Linked DNA regions of Mus musculus: region 1 is linked to region 2. A link is a contact called in public Hi-C data. All regions are on one chromosome and are shown on one strand. The core of a region is the stretch at or near the end of the contact, and the rest is flanking DNA. Distances in the headings are between cores, read along the strand shown.

What was found. A called contact is a pair of places that touch in the nucleus more often than the background predicts.
Region 1: a contact with region 2 is called in a Hi-C map of cortical neurons, with 1.7 times the contacts expected there. The contact joins two enhancer-like sites. A contact is called at or near these places in 12 of 484 Hi-C or Micro-C datasets (the AtT-20 cell line, cerebellum, cerebral cortex and 6 more) and 2 of 115 datasets of contacts at active chromatin or transcription factors (both in embryonic stem cells).

The regions. Positions count from the first base shown.
Region 1 is chr5:27,612,504-27,619,218 of GRCm38.p6, forward strand. All of the region lies in intron 8 of Dpp6 (dipeptidylpeptidase 6), which reads left to right. Among named protein-coding and RNA genes, the nearest start is that of Gm16058, 62 kb to the left of the region's middle. Within about 2 kb of position 3,483, at least 5 of the 459 cell types and tissues checked have an H3K27ac peak or open chromatin away from gene starts, as enhancers often do. A contact at or near this core is called in cortical neurons, where this site is marked.
Region 2 is chr5:27,414,346-27,421,203 of GRCm38.p6, forward strand. All of the region lies in intron 3 of Dpp6 (dipeptidylpeptidase 6), which reads left to right. Among named protein-coding and RNA genes, the nearest start is that of Gm52769, 82 kb to the right of the region's middle. Within about 2 kb of position 3,211, at least 8 of the 459 cell types and tissues checked have an H3K27ac peak or open chromatin away from gene starts, as enhancers often do. A contact at or near this core is called in cortical neurons, where this site is marked.

The sequences.
Region 1 (6,715 bases), core at 2,233-4,732, 200 kb after region 2:
CTGGGCCACCCAGACCAGCTGCAGAAAGCCATCCCCCAGGAAAGTAGGGTTTATAGCTCTCTGTTGTAAAATCAGTTTCTGTCCCATACTTCAGACATAATGGCCTGAGGGCAATCAAGAGCTTCAGCTTTAACTCTAAAGTGAGGAGGTGTCAAAACCCCTCACTCAGCTTGTGTAAACTTCTTCCTTGGCAACTGTGGGTGTGACCTAGCAAGTGTCCTTCCAACTGCCAAAAAGAAACACAGGCATTACCTTCAAAGACAAGCAGGACACTGCCCTGACAGCTGCATGCAATTCAGGGAATGGGGTGACTGCAGAGCTCTGGCTCTGGAAACCAGGGCCATGTCTTCATTTGCTGCAAACCAGCACAAGCTTTGAAAGTTAGAAAGATTGCTGATCATTTTAACTCATATAAATAGATGGTCTGTCTGAGTTTGTGAAAGAAGAGAGATTCGAGGGCACACAGGATGAAGTCCCCTCAAGGCTTGAGGAGTCTTGCTGACAATTAATTACTCCGTTTCTGGAACATTGGGTCAATGACATGTGGTCAATGTTTATAGTTTCAAGGCTTTAAATTATGTGTTGGTTGTGGGAATATGACAGATAAAGTTGCACCTTGGGTTAGCATGATGAACCTTAAAATCTCTAGTAGATACACCTGATATCCAGAGCTCATAACCTGGAATTATTTTGTTCACTGTTTCTTTGCTTCTTTAGGCTTTTATTTCTTTTTCTAATTCTAAAAGTTTCAGTGTAATAGGCTATATAACTCTGAAGTCCCATGTCTAACCTTTTCCTTGTCTAATAGTACCAGAGACACCAGTGTTAAGATAGAGGTCTGTGATCCTGCCTCTTGGTTTTAGGATGAAGTGTTCAGCTGTCTTGAGTATTGAGAAGCTCTGGAGGCAGAAGTGTCCTCTGACGATAGACCTGGGCCAGCACAAGGTACATGGCTCTCCATAGAGGTGCTGAGAAGCCATGGGGTGCAGAATTCTGCCTCCCTGAGTCCTACAGGGTCACCTGCTGACTTCTCCCACAGGAAAGACCTGTCCTCCCTTTCTGCAGAAATAAATATACCTGGCAGTCAGTTTATCAAAAGAAAAGCAGATACTGCTGTGGGTGCCAAGTCTGTAAGGTATTGGAATTTTAAGTAAATGTTACTAGAGGACACTTCTAGGAGGTGTCGCTCCATGGAGGTCTGGGGCTATGTGCCACCCTGAATGGGATTCTAAGCACCTTGCCTACACTCACTAGGACGCTGTCTCAATGGATCTATTCAAAACCACACTGTAACCCCTTCTCCTGATCATGGGCCATCTATTAGAAGTGACACCTTGTCTAGCAGTGTATGCCCTCCCCTCTGCAAGCTTCTTGTGTCTCGGCCCAGTAAAAGGTGTGAAATTCAGGTAACAAGATGCATCCCTGGAGATACTAGAGGTATACATCCCTCACACATCCAGAATTGTGTTACAAGTTTCCACCAGGGGATTCAGCTACATGGATACTTGGTGAAGAGGAAAGAGGAAAGAGGAGATATCAAGGACCCTTCCCTCAGTAACAGTGGGCACTTAGCCAGACTAGGGAATAGAGACAAGCCACAAATATAACTTCTGTTATCACTCAGGCATAGTCCAGGCAATTGCTATCTCCAGAGCCTCAGCTGCTGGCTGTCATTCTTACCATGGGAAACAGTGGTTTTAACAAGTGCACCTGTAAGTTATGAAGTTTATGTAGCAAGATGGCATTTTGCCACACCTTAACTGCATGGCACAAATCCCCAGTACATAGACATTTTGGGGGAAATGATATATTTTGACTCTAAAGTGTAGAGTAAAAATTAGAAAACTAGGCAACTATCAATCCACTAATACAAGAAGTAGCCTGCCAAGAAAAAAAAATGTTAATTGCTCCATAGTTCCTTCTATCAAGGTATTATCAGGGCATACTTGCTAGACTCTTCCGATATCTGTCTTTTATTATGGCTTTAAGTCTGAGATATTGTGAAGAGTGACCCAACACAAGCTTCTCCTGATATAGAAAATTAAAAACAAAGAGAGGAGATTTGACATAAAAAAAATTAGTGGTTGTTGCCATGTTACCCCCATCTTGGGGCCCTCACAGCTGTGCTAAGCAAGCTTTGCTTCCTCCAGCAGGGGACACTGGGCCAGGCACCCATCTGTGTATATACTCAGAGATTCTGACTAATGACCAGTACTCTCGAGGCCTGAGCATTTGGGGGCTCTGAAGAGGGTAGTAGAGATTTAAGGGCCCCTTGGACTTAAGAGCACAGGGCAGCCCTAAAATTTGGTCTCTGTTCAAGCAATGAACTCAACATGTCAGAGCCTGTCATTCCTCAGCCAAGCTGAGTTTTTCCTTCATGCTATGCAAAGGGCAGAGCCTGCCATTTTGAATGGCTATGTACATTTGGAGAAAATAAGATGGAGATGAATGGGGTAGGAGAGCAGTCACCAGCTGCAGCCTGCAGCACCCCACCATAGCTCAAGTGGAAGCTGAGATCCTGCTGAGGACTACAATTCTATGACTTCTCTGTGTCTTGCTGACTTGACTCCAGGGTACTAGGGATTTAAGTTTCCCGTGTCCTTTCCAGAGATTTCTATATATACTCTCTTCATGGGAGTGTGCAGCGGAGTCTGGAAAACACACCATGAGGCACAAACAAAAGCAAGAGGAAAATTGGAGAGCATATCCTTGCAGTCTGCTGGAGCCAGCCACCAGTTCACAGGCCTCCACGCCGCCTCCACTTTCCATAGTAAAGAACAACTGTCTGTGTGCACCAAGATCCCAGAAGACATAGGAAGAGAGGGGCGTGTGCAATTCAGCGGCTCTGGTACCTTGACAGGTCTAGCATGAGAGTGTCAGTGCCATGCTTGTGTTTGGCACTGTTGAAATTTCAAGTTACTGCCCTCTGTAGGAGAATGACAGGGACCCTGTTTTGTGATGCAGTATAGCTGAGCTGCCGTAGTCAGTGAGTGGCCCTTCAGTGATCTGTCCACCAGTCTCTGGATGTCCCTGGTGATACACAGGCATCTGAGACTATGGAGCGGTTTGTAGCTCAGTTCGTGTTTGCTGAGCATACATGAAGCCCTAGTAGATTTTTCACTGCGCTACATAACACCAGGTATGATGCTCTAATCCCAACACTTAGGAGGTGGAGACAAAAGGATCAAGTCATAGTCACTGTCTGGTACACGGTAATTTGGAGGCTATCCTGGGCTACATGAGGCCCTGATATGACATGAGAGAATATAGGCAAAGCCATGGACTGTAGCCCTGTAGAAGCTGCTCCAGAAAAAATCCTCACTAAAAATGTCCCCGGTCATAAATAAGAGTGTCTGTCACCACTCCTCATACCTGACAGTGCCTTAAGAGAGAATTAAGGCATCCATGTAAGTGTCCTTGGACTTGCTGCACAGCGTGGCTGGCTTGCAAGGTGAAAATTCTATAAGAAAAGCAAAACCTCAGTGAAGGAATAAACGGTAAAAATGCTGCCACCTGGTGGCTGCCTTAGTCATGTGCAGAACACACTACTGCTCTCAGGTATTTGTGAGAATTTGCTGATCTCTGATGATAAGGAGCTTTGCTAGCCATGTGTAATACGCAAATAACGGTGCTGATTAGCACGGGATGTTTCAAGCCTTGCGAGGCCAAAGCCGCATTTGCCTTCTGGCTTGATATTCTCTGATTTCTTTTTTAACCTCCCACTAAATTCCACACCCGGCACCTTGGATAATGTGTTTAGTGGCAGGAGAAGGCAGCAGATGCAAGCAGGAATAAATAAGGCTTTCCATATTTAGAATGAGGCCATTTATTTCCGAGTCCAGATCTATCAGGTGTGTTATTTATGTACTTTGCAAATTTTCTTGGACCCAGATATCACAGGCCACCACAGCAATGGTTGAGTCCTCCAAGTGGTTCCTAGGATGAGCTAAACTCCACCCTTGTCTGTCTCTTATCTTATTAAAAGATGGCAATCAGTAGTGTTGAAGCCAGGCATGCATTGAGTGGATTTCTGTATTGAGTAGAGTGTAGCAGATTATCTAGGTGACAGCACTCTTAATTGTACAGTAACAGAAAGAAGGGGATCAACCGAGTTCTGTCTATCCCTATGCTGTGACTGGGGATGACTGGCTCAGGCTCCTCCTACTAGCAGTCTCCATCATCACTGGGCCATGGTTGAATGGGTTGCATGCTGGCTCATGGATCATGAGCATATCATAGCTCGTGGCTATGGATATGCTTCACATATCCCAGATACTGGGCAGGCTTCCGCCATCCCTGAGCCCATCCCCAGATCACTCAGAGGATTCCAATAGTATTGCCATGTGTCTGTAACTTACAAATGCTCACTAACTACTGTAGTAGAAAAATACATCCTCTGGCCTTGTTGGACATCAATGGGAGGAGAGACCCTTGGTCCTGTGAAGACTTGATACCCCAGTGTAGGGGAATGCCAGGACAGGGAAGCAGGAGTGGGTGGGTGAGTAGGAAGAGGGGGATGGGATAGGGGGTTTCAGAGAGGAAAGGAGGAAAGGCAATAACATTTGAAATGTAAATAAAGAAAATATCTAATAAAAGATAATATTTTTTAAAAAAAGAAGCAGGGGGAGAGGAGATGGGATAGGGTGTTTTCAGAGGGGAAACCAGGAAAGGGGTTAACATTTTAAATGTAAATAATGAAAATATCTAATAAAAATATAGTATGTGAAAGAAAAAGAAAAACACATCCTCAAGGCTTAGTGTCACCTGCCCTTCCTATCTTATTAGATTGCAATGAGGCTCAAAGGACACATGCAGTGTTTGATTCAAACTTGGGAATAGATGGGTTCTGGACATTTGGTTTATGCAGCATTTAAACAGAAAGAAGGATGCTTAGGCAAAACAAGAGTCTTGCACATGTAAGAGTTTGCAAAAGTAGCTAGAGAATGTTCTAGAATTTCATCATTTGAGGCAGGAGAGAGGTGATATGAATAAGTGGGACCATTCTGCCTTGGATCTGAATTCCAAAAGCACTCGTGTAAGATTTGGAACTCTTCACAAAGTCCCCATTGTCTCCTCTGGTCTGTTGATGAGAACATTAAAGCCCTCCCTTGTGAGAGAACAAGGAGTGGACACAGCCCTGAGGCAGCACCTGCCTTATCTGAGTTCTTGGTTGGCTAGTGGCAAAGTTCCCCCAACCAGGAGATCCCCACCCCACCCCAAGCTTTCTGTACCATTCTGCCTAAGGCATCTCTGGTAGAGGTAGTGTGCCGTAAGCTCTCCTCAGGCTTCCCCAAATTTCTGCCTAGGATGGTTCATACAGTACTTCTGGCAGCCAGAGTTACTTCTGTCTCCTTGGCTGGATCAGTGTTTGGGGGCAAACACTTAATGGCATGGTTCAGGTTTTAGGATCTTCTCTGCTATTTAGATTTGAGCAAAATAAAATCCACTCTAGCTGTTGCTTCCATCAGAAATGCCAAGTATCACAAAACAAACAGGTTTATTGAAAGAGCCAGATAAACATCTGATCCTCTGAAACACAACACAGTATTTGTCTTTACTTTGGAAATGACTCCACGGGACGGTAGAAAAGCCAGACCTCAGAAGCCATCTTTAACTCAGATGTAAGTCTCATAAACCTGGAGAGATGCCACTTAATGTTGCTCCCTCAGACTTTGCAGGACCTCATGGTTCCTGTGCCACTTGCCACTGACAGCATCAGTCATCTTTGTGCAAGCTCTTGGAACAGAAGTGCTGAAAGAGGGATCAGAGATGGCAAAGCCAGCCTTGCCTTGCAGAAAACAGCAGAGATGTTTCCATCTCCCTCTCAGAAACTACCCACCAGCACAATCCTACTCATGCCCTGTTCCCCCAGAGTCAGAAGTCCATCTCCCTCCGTGCTTCATTAGAAGCTGGAGAAGAGTCTAGAATTTCAGCATTTGGCAGAGGAACAGAAGGCACATGGTTGAGCTAGGAATCTCTGGACAGGTGCAGGGCAGCTTCTGCTTTCTTTCTTCTTCTTCTTCTTTTTTCTTCTTCTTTTGTTTTTTGTTTGTTTGTTTGTTTCATTATGGTTTTATTTTGAGACAGGGTTCCTCTATTTAGCTCTGACTGTTCTCAAACTCACTATGTAAACCAGGCAGGCCTCGGACTCAGAGGTCCAGCTACTGCCTCCCAGGTGTTGCGATGAAAAGGTGTGCCAGCATGCGGAGCTCAGTATCAGCTTTCAATATGGCTACATTCCCCATGCTCTGAAGGAAGCAGCTGGCAATGCGTTTCAGTGCAATGCTATAAAGCCTCCCCAGACCTTCAGCTGAGTGTCAACTAGTTGCACTACCCATACCTCTATTTTGATGGCAGTTATTGAGCACTTGCTGTTTGTAAAGCTCTTTTGAAGACCATGTTTCTAGTGGGCTTCTCAGTTACAACCTGTTCAAAACTCAGGTGATGAAGGCTAGGTCCAAAAAGCTAGAAGGTTCTGGGGTTAAGATGCTGTTGTGGGTTTGCAGAAAAGTGAGATTGTGCCCCATGCTGTGCTAGAGTAGATGTAGCACTCAGGAATGGGTGTCCACCTCAGACAATGCATGTCAGTTTAAGCCCGACTGGAGTCATTCCCATTCATCTACTATCCACTGTATGACTTGACCCTTAGCCCTATACCTGAAGCTGCATGTGTTTGGGACATCACTCTGATACAGGGGAAGACAGTTAGCAAAGG
Region 2 (6,858 bases), core at 1,961-4,460:
GGGGAAATGGTTGCTGACTTAAATAGGAGGGAGAAACTTGAGACATAAAGAAGGCCAAAGCATATGTGGCTTATCGGATACTGATCCACACAATTGGTTTGGCTTAAGGCTAAAATATTCAAAGAGACTAGCAGAAACCAGACCTCAGTGAGGTCATCAGATATTGGACTCCATGTATAGGATGCTCCTCTGGGCATTGGGGCTCTGATGGTCTCTGATGGTCTCTAGGTGGTCCAACTTGCCTGCTGCTTTCTTTGGGCGATGAGGGTAGACAGTTGGTAAGAGCTATGTTGGGGTTTGGGTGTGAAACTTTCCCACTGGCAAGTGTTTGAACATTTGGTCTCTAGCTGTTTTTTGAAAGTGGTGAATCTTGCTGGTGGTGGAAGCGTGTCACTGAGAGCTAGCCTTGGGGTTTGCTAGCTCAATTCCACTTCCTGCCCACACTCTGCTTCTTGACTGTGGGTATAATGTGACCAGCTGCCTCAGCTCTTGCCTTCACGCCTTTCCCAACCATGGTGGTTGTAACTCCTCCAACTGTGAGCCAAGTAAACCCTTGCTCTCCTAGGATGCTTCTTATCAAGGATTTGGTCACAGTCAAGAAAAAAGCAGCAAATACAAGCTAGGGAAGAACATGTTGCCACAGACTGTTGTTCCCTAGTGGTTCTCTGAGGCGATCTCTGGGCAAATAAAATGTCTTAGGCAAGGCTTCAGGTAGGAATCTAAGACATACACATAAACAGCAGGTGGAGAAAAGAGACAGGAGAGCAGGTTTTCACTGGAGCTGTGCTTGCAGGCTTGGCTAATAAGCATTTGAAATCTACCTGCTGCAAGAGGGCAAATCCCCTCTCCATGGGCCTGATCATAGGAAGCCCAGGCCAGAACACATGCTCATAGTAGACACTTTACAAGGCATAGTCTCAGATTTTCAGACAAGATTCTCACAGGTATATATCTTCAATTTTAATGAGCTACCTATGATCCGTTAAGGATTTCAATCTCTCTCCCCCTCTCTCTCTCTGGAATAAACATTAGCAAACTTAATTTATTCTAGCAAAAATATAAACAAAAATGGGTCTCTAAAAAGCATTCCCTATAATCCTTTTTCTCAGACTCCAAGCTAGCAAATTTTCTGCCTAAAAGGGATAAATTAATTTTGGAAAAGTAAGATGAAGAAGCAATGAACAGGAAAGTTATAAAGATTCACTTATTGTGACTAACTTGACCCAAAGGGGTATCGGGAGCCCAGGGGTTTTGCTAACTGAGAACTGGCGTGTGGTGGCGGGTCCTGTGATTTGTAGCAACTTTCCCTGGAGGCAGCTTTAGCAGTACTGTCCCCTGAAGGCCAAGGAAGTTGTGCATGTGGGCACAGAGCCAGCAGAAAATGCAAGCTCCTGTATGCCCGTCTAAGGACAGGATCCTCTATTCCACTGTAAGCTTCACTATTTGAAGAGGCAAAGAGCCTGCTCAGACCTGGCCCATCACACATGCCTTGAGTGGATCTGAAGGGACTCAAAGCCCACTTCTTACCACTCACAAAGAAGCTCTGAGAGATTGGTAGAAGCTGTCCTTAATGTGGCTTTGAAGGACTGAGTGGCAAAGAAATTGCTGCACAATCATAGAGACCTGAGCTGGGTTCCCTGGTACCCACATAAAAGCTGATCATGCTGGAATATGTCCAAAACCCTATTGCTGGGAAGGTAGAGACAGAACACTTGCTGGCCAGCCAGTCTGGCCATACTAGTGAGCTCAAGGAACAAAACCAAGGTAGAAAAGAACGCTTGACTGTGACCGTGACCTTTGACCTCTACAGGTATTTACACACATACATGCAGATCCACATGCTCACATGTATGGGATGACTGCACATATGACATATATGAATGGAAACACACAGAACAGGTATTACTTTGAAATGAAAAGAATGAGCATCTGGGGGTGGGGAGTTGTGGTTCAGCTTCTGGTAGGTGCAAAGAACACAGTTAAAAATGTTAATCTCCCTGGAATTTTGTACTAGAAATTACAAAATAGAATCTAGTCTCCTAGTTTGATATTCGTTAAAGGGCAGTTTGTCCCCCATTGATTTTTAAGCCTTATGTCTCAATTCTTTTCTACAGAAAAGCTTCTCACTAAGATTCACATAGAGAGGGGTTAGAGAGATGGCTTAACAGTTAAGCGCACAGCTGCTCTTCTCAAGGACCTGGGTTCGACTCCTACCTCACATCTATCATGACTCCTGTCCTAGGAAAGCAGACTCCCTCCTGATGTGCCGGTGTCCGTGGGGAAGACGGGGTTTTAGACCCAATGTGCTTCACTTAAGAACAAATAATAAAATATCATTTTGGCTGAATTTTATCTGCTTCCCAAGTCCCCTTGTTCAGTCTCTCAGTACCCTTTTAGGCCCAGAGCATTTTATGAACTAATGCCCTCTAGTGGCTAAGGATGCACTTAGCAAGGGCAACATTTTAGTCTGGCTGGAGAATTGACTGTAAGGTCAGCACTTAAAAGCTCTATGGCCTCACTGAAGATGTTTGTGTTGTATGTGTTGGGCAAATAGTCATGAAGAGAGATACTATCCAGCTTGTCAACGGGGCATGTAATTTCTTGATCACTGGCTTATTAATTCACTTATTAATATATAACGTTGCCCTGGGTATAAGTTTAGCTGCCTGTCATTTATAATAATGTTAATGATGTGACATACTATCATTTGCACAAGAACTCTGCCTTCTGCCAAAGCTGAAGGCTCTGATAATTATCTTTTGAGATGCAGTTAGGTGTGATGGAGGAGTGCAGGAAAGGTTAAGTCAGGTGACCCACAGACAGGACCTAATTTTGCAGGGAAAAAAAAAATCACACTTGTCTCACTTTTTTTTTTTTTTTTTTTTTGTCCCACAGATCATTACAGCCCCAAAGCTCAGGATCATATTTCTCAAAATGTGAATTAAACAATCCCTCTCAAATTAGCCCTCCTTAACTAAAAATAAGGAATCAGGTGGGTTTGATAGTTTAAAGGACAGAAGGAGAGTGAATGGACAGAAGGCTTCCCCCTACTCTGCTCACGTTGCTGTGGAACCCATTAAAATGAGATCATTTGCAGCTTGAAGTTTGCTGTTTTAAATCCTCCATATGTGTTGCAGAGCCCACAGGTTGGTCCGTGCAGTCAAAGTGAGAGAATGCAAAAGCAAGTTCTTTATGTGGTTAAAAACAGGCATTGAGAACAGTCCCAGATTGCCATCAGAGAACTAGGACTGTCAGGCATGGCACTCGTCACTATGTCAGTGCAAGCTGACTCTCGTGCTCACATCGCCATCTGCCCTGACATGGACGCCCAGGGCTGGAAGGCACTCTCACTACCTTCACGGTCCTCTCACTCAGTCTTTGCAGGATAGATCTGTGACCTCCCATACAAGTAAATGTTTCTTTTTAGAATTGATGTATATCACAGAAAAGCCATGGAGAGCACAGCGCTCCCTTATGCCAGCGCCCAGCTTCTCTGATGTTGCCTTCTGCATCAGCATGATGCACTTACCACAGTTAACAAATGGGACTAACTAAAATGTAATCTTTTTTCACATTTCCTTAACCTTTAGCTATTATGTTCCAACACACACACACACACACACACACAGACACAGACACACACAGACACACACACACACACACACACACACACACACACACAGACACAGACACACACAGACACACAGACACACACACACACACACAGACACAGACACACACAGACACACACACACACACACACACACACACACACACACAGACACAGACACACACAGACACACACACACACACACACACACACAGACACAGACACACACAGACACACACACACACACACACACACACACACAGACACAGACACACACAGACACACACACACACACACACACACACACACACACACACACACACACAGGAATCCCATCCACAGTATCCAGATGCCTTTAATCCCCATGTCTCCCTAAGGTCTTCTTTCTGTGATATCTTCTCAGACATTCTTAATATTATATATTATCCAGGTTGATTGCCTCTCTTAAACCCCCATTGCATTGTTGAAATAAGTCTCACTTAGCTATGGTATATAATTGTCTTTAGGTTCTTGGGCTTGGTGTATTGTTATGGAAGCATTGTGGCTACATTCCTAAGCAGATAACTGTCTGCAGTTTTCCTTTGATCTGGTATTTCTTGCTGGAACAGGCTTTATAAAATATTCTTAGTTTGTACTTGGAAGTATGTTAGTTTATTTGAAGGCTTAGCTGGCTGGCTACACCACTGTTGGTTGATAGTCTTCCCATAGTGTTCTGGGTCCCATCCCACTGCCCTAGGAACACCACAGCTAATGATTCAGAATCTGCTGCTAACCCTATTGACACTTCAGTAAACAAGATGGGTCACCTTCCCCTCACTGCCAACAGAATTCACACTTTGTCTTTTGACAGTTTGCTCACAAGATTTCTAGGTGTCTTGGTTTGGGTTTCATTGCTGCAAAGAATTGGTTTTTCCTTTTTAAGGTATTTTTTAGTAAGGTCTTATTACTTCAGCTATTGCCACCACTTCAGTAATTCCTGTGTTAAACAATTGTCACTGGTTATTTCCAAGGACTTCCCCAAGGAAAAGGCCATTTGCAGTGAGCCTGGGCTGAGTCAGCTCACAGAACAATCATACTCCAAGCTTAGGTTGGAGTCAAATCACTGCAGACAACCAGCTAGAGGGCATCTGAGGAGCCCCACGCATGCTCCCTTTCCCCCTCCAGCAGCTTGTAGGCTACCATCTTCATAGCCCCACTGCTGTAAGGATGCACTGCTGTAAGGATGCAAGCCTTCTAAGGAGTTAGAAGAAGCAGATGGAAAAAAAAAAAAACAGCTTAAAATGCCCAATGCTCTCCCATGACTGAAGATAGGTCTCTCTTTCTCTCTCTCTCTCTCTCTCTCTCTCTCTCTCCTCTGTGTGTGTGTGTGTGTGTGTGTGTGTGTGTGTGTGTGTGTGTGTGTGAATGTTCCTCAGATTGTTATACAAAGATCACTGTACGATTGCTGAGGTTTTGGAAAGTCACCTTGACAGTATTAGAGAGGACTGGTTTTTCAGACTTTCAAAGGTCACCCTGGGCCGTCTGGATGTGACTCCTCCCTCTATGGAATCACATAGATTCTTTCCACAACTCCAATGCACCTGATGTTGAAGCGTACCCAGAGTTCTCTGCTTCCCAACGACACTTGCACAAACTGATAGAATATCTTAAAATTTCACAAACTCCTCTGCTGCAAGAAGCGGGTTATTTGAAGATAGCAGCTTTTAAATATGTATGAAGCTGTATGTTTTAAAGCTACTCACTGTCTCCTTTACGGTAGTACCATTACCTGAAGAAAAAGACTCTGAGGCATTTATTCCACAATTTTGGGACACCTGGTTCTGTAGGGAGCAACATCCTCCTGATGTATACACTTGTACTTTATTTGACTAATATATCACATTGATGATGTCACTATGGTCACATAGCTAAATTCCTCTATTTAACCTATATAACCATGGCTCCCTGAAAACCTGCAAGATGGATCTGCACCGTCATAGACTGGCTGACCCTAGGCCACTAACCTATTTAAAAGTAATTTCTCTTGAGTTCTCTTCTATGCAGAATGCTGAAGGAAACAAAACAAAACAAAACAAAACAAGAAAGCTGCCACTAGCAAAAAACCAAACAAACAAACAAACAAAAACCCCAAAGATTCTTCCAGGCATAGCACAGGTGGAGCACGTCTTCAATCGCAGCACTGAGGAGGCTGAGGCAGGCAGATCTCTGTGTGTTTGAGGCCAGCCTGGTCTACAGAGTAAGTTTTAGAGGCAGGCTGGGGCTCAAAGAGACTTAGACTTCGAGAGAAATTAATGGAGACCAAGACGACGTTCCTGTTCAAGGACCACGAGTTTACTAAGAGAGTGTGCTTATGAAGGGGGAAGGCCCATGATCCCTGTCACTCCCAACACCCTGTAGAAGTCTCTTGGTTTGATCTGGAGGTAACTATGGAAAGGCACCATTAGAACTGTTCCATCTGGTCAGTTAAAACAGTAAATGGAAATTCCAACTCTCATCCCATACCAACAGGGAAGGGCAGAGCCTCCTTAAAATGCGCTCTGTGAGATTAGAAATTAAAGGTCCCAAGTTTTGAGTTTGAGACCACACCAAGTTCACTACAGACTCCAGAAGATGCAGAAATTGCTTTCCAAATGAACACATGTATCAGCTGACCTCCTGAGGCTTCTTCCCTTATAGCCTCTCAGTGTGAGCACAAGAGGCCATGCCACATCTTCATTATCAAAAGGACTTTAAGCTGAGTGATTGAAGGTTAGAGCACTAATGGAATGATGGAGACTTTTTTAAATGGACCTTTGTACACTGGAAAATACTTAGAAAGCATACTCCAATAAAGAGACTCAAGAACACTCAATGTACTTAAACCTTAAAGCACAGTGATACTTACAAGAAGGGAGAGTGCTTGCAGACTTTATGCCGGTGGTTTCAAAGGAGTTTATGGGCATAGATAAATGGGAGTCTTCAGGCATTCTGAACCAAGGATGCAATGTGAGCACAGGTCAATCCTATGAGGGCACATCAGGCAGAAGCAGGTCTGGAAGGGTGCAGTGTTGTATGCCGGCCCGCAGCCTACATGAACCGGGTACACCTGGGAGGCAGGCTGGGGCTGAAAGAGACTTAGACTTCGAGAGAAATTAATGGAGACCAAGACAACGTTCCTGTTCAAGGACCACGAGTTTACTAAGAGAGTGTGCTTATAAAGGGGGAAGGCCCATATCCCCCCTCCCCCCTCCCGCCAGTCCATTCTTGGT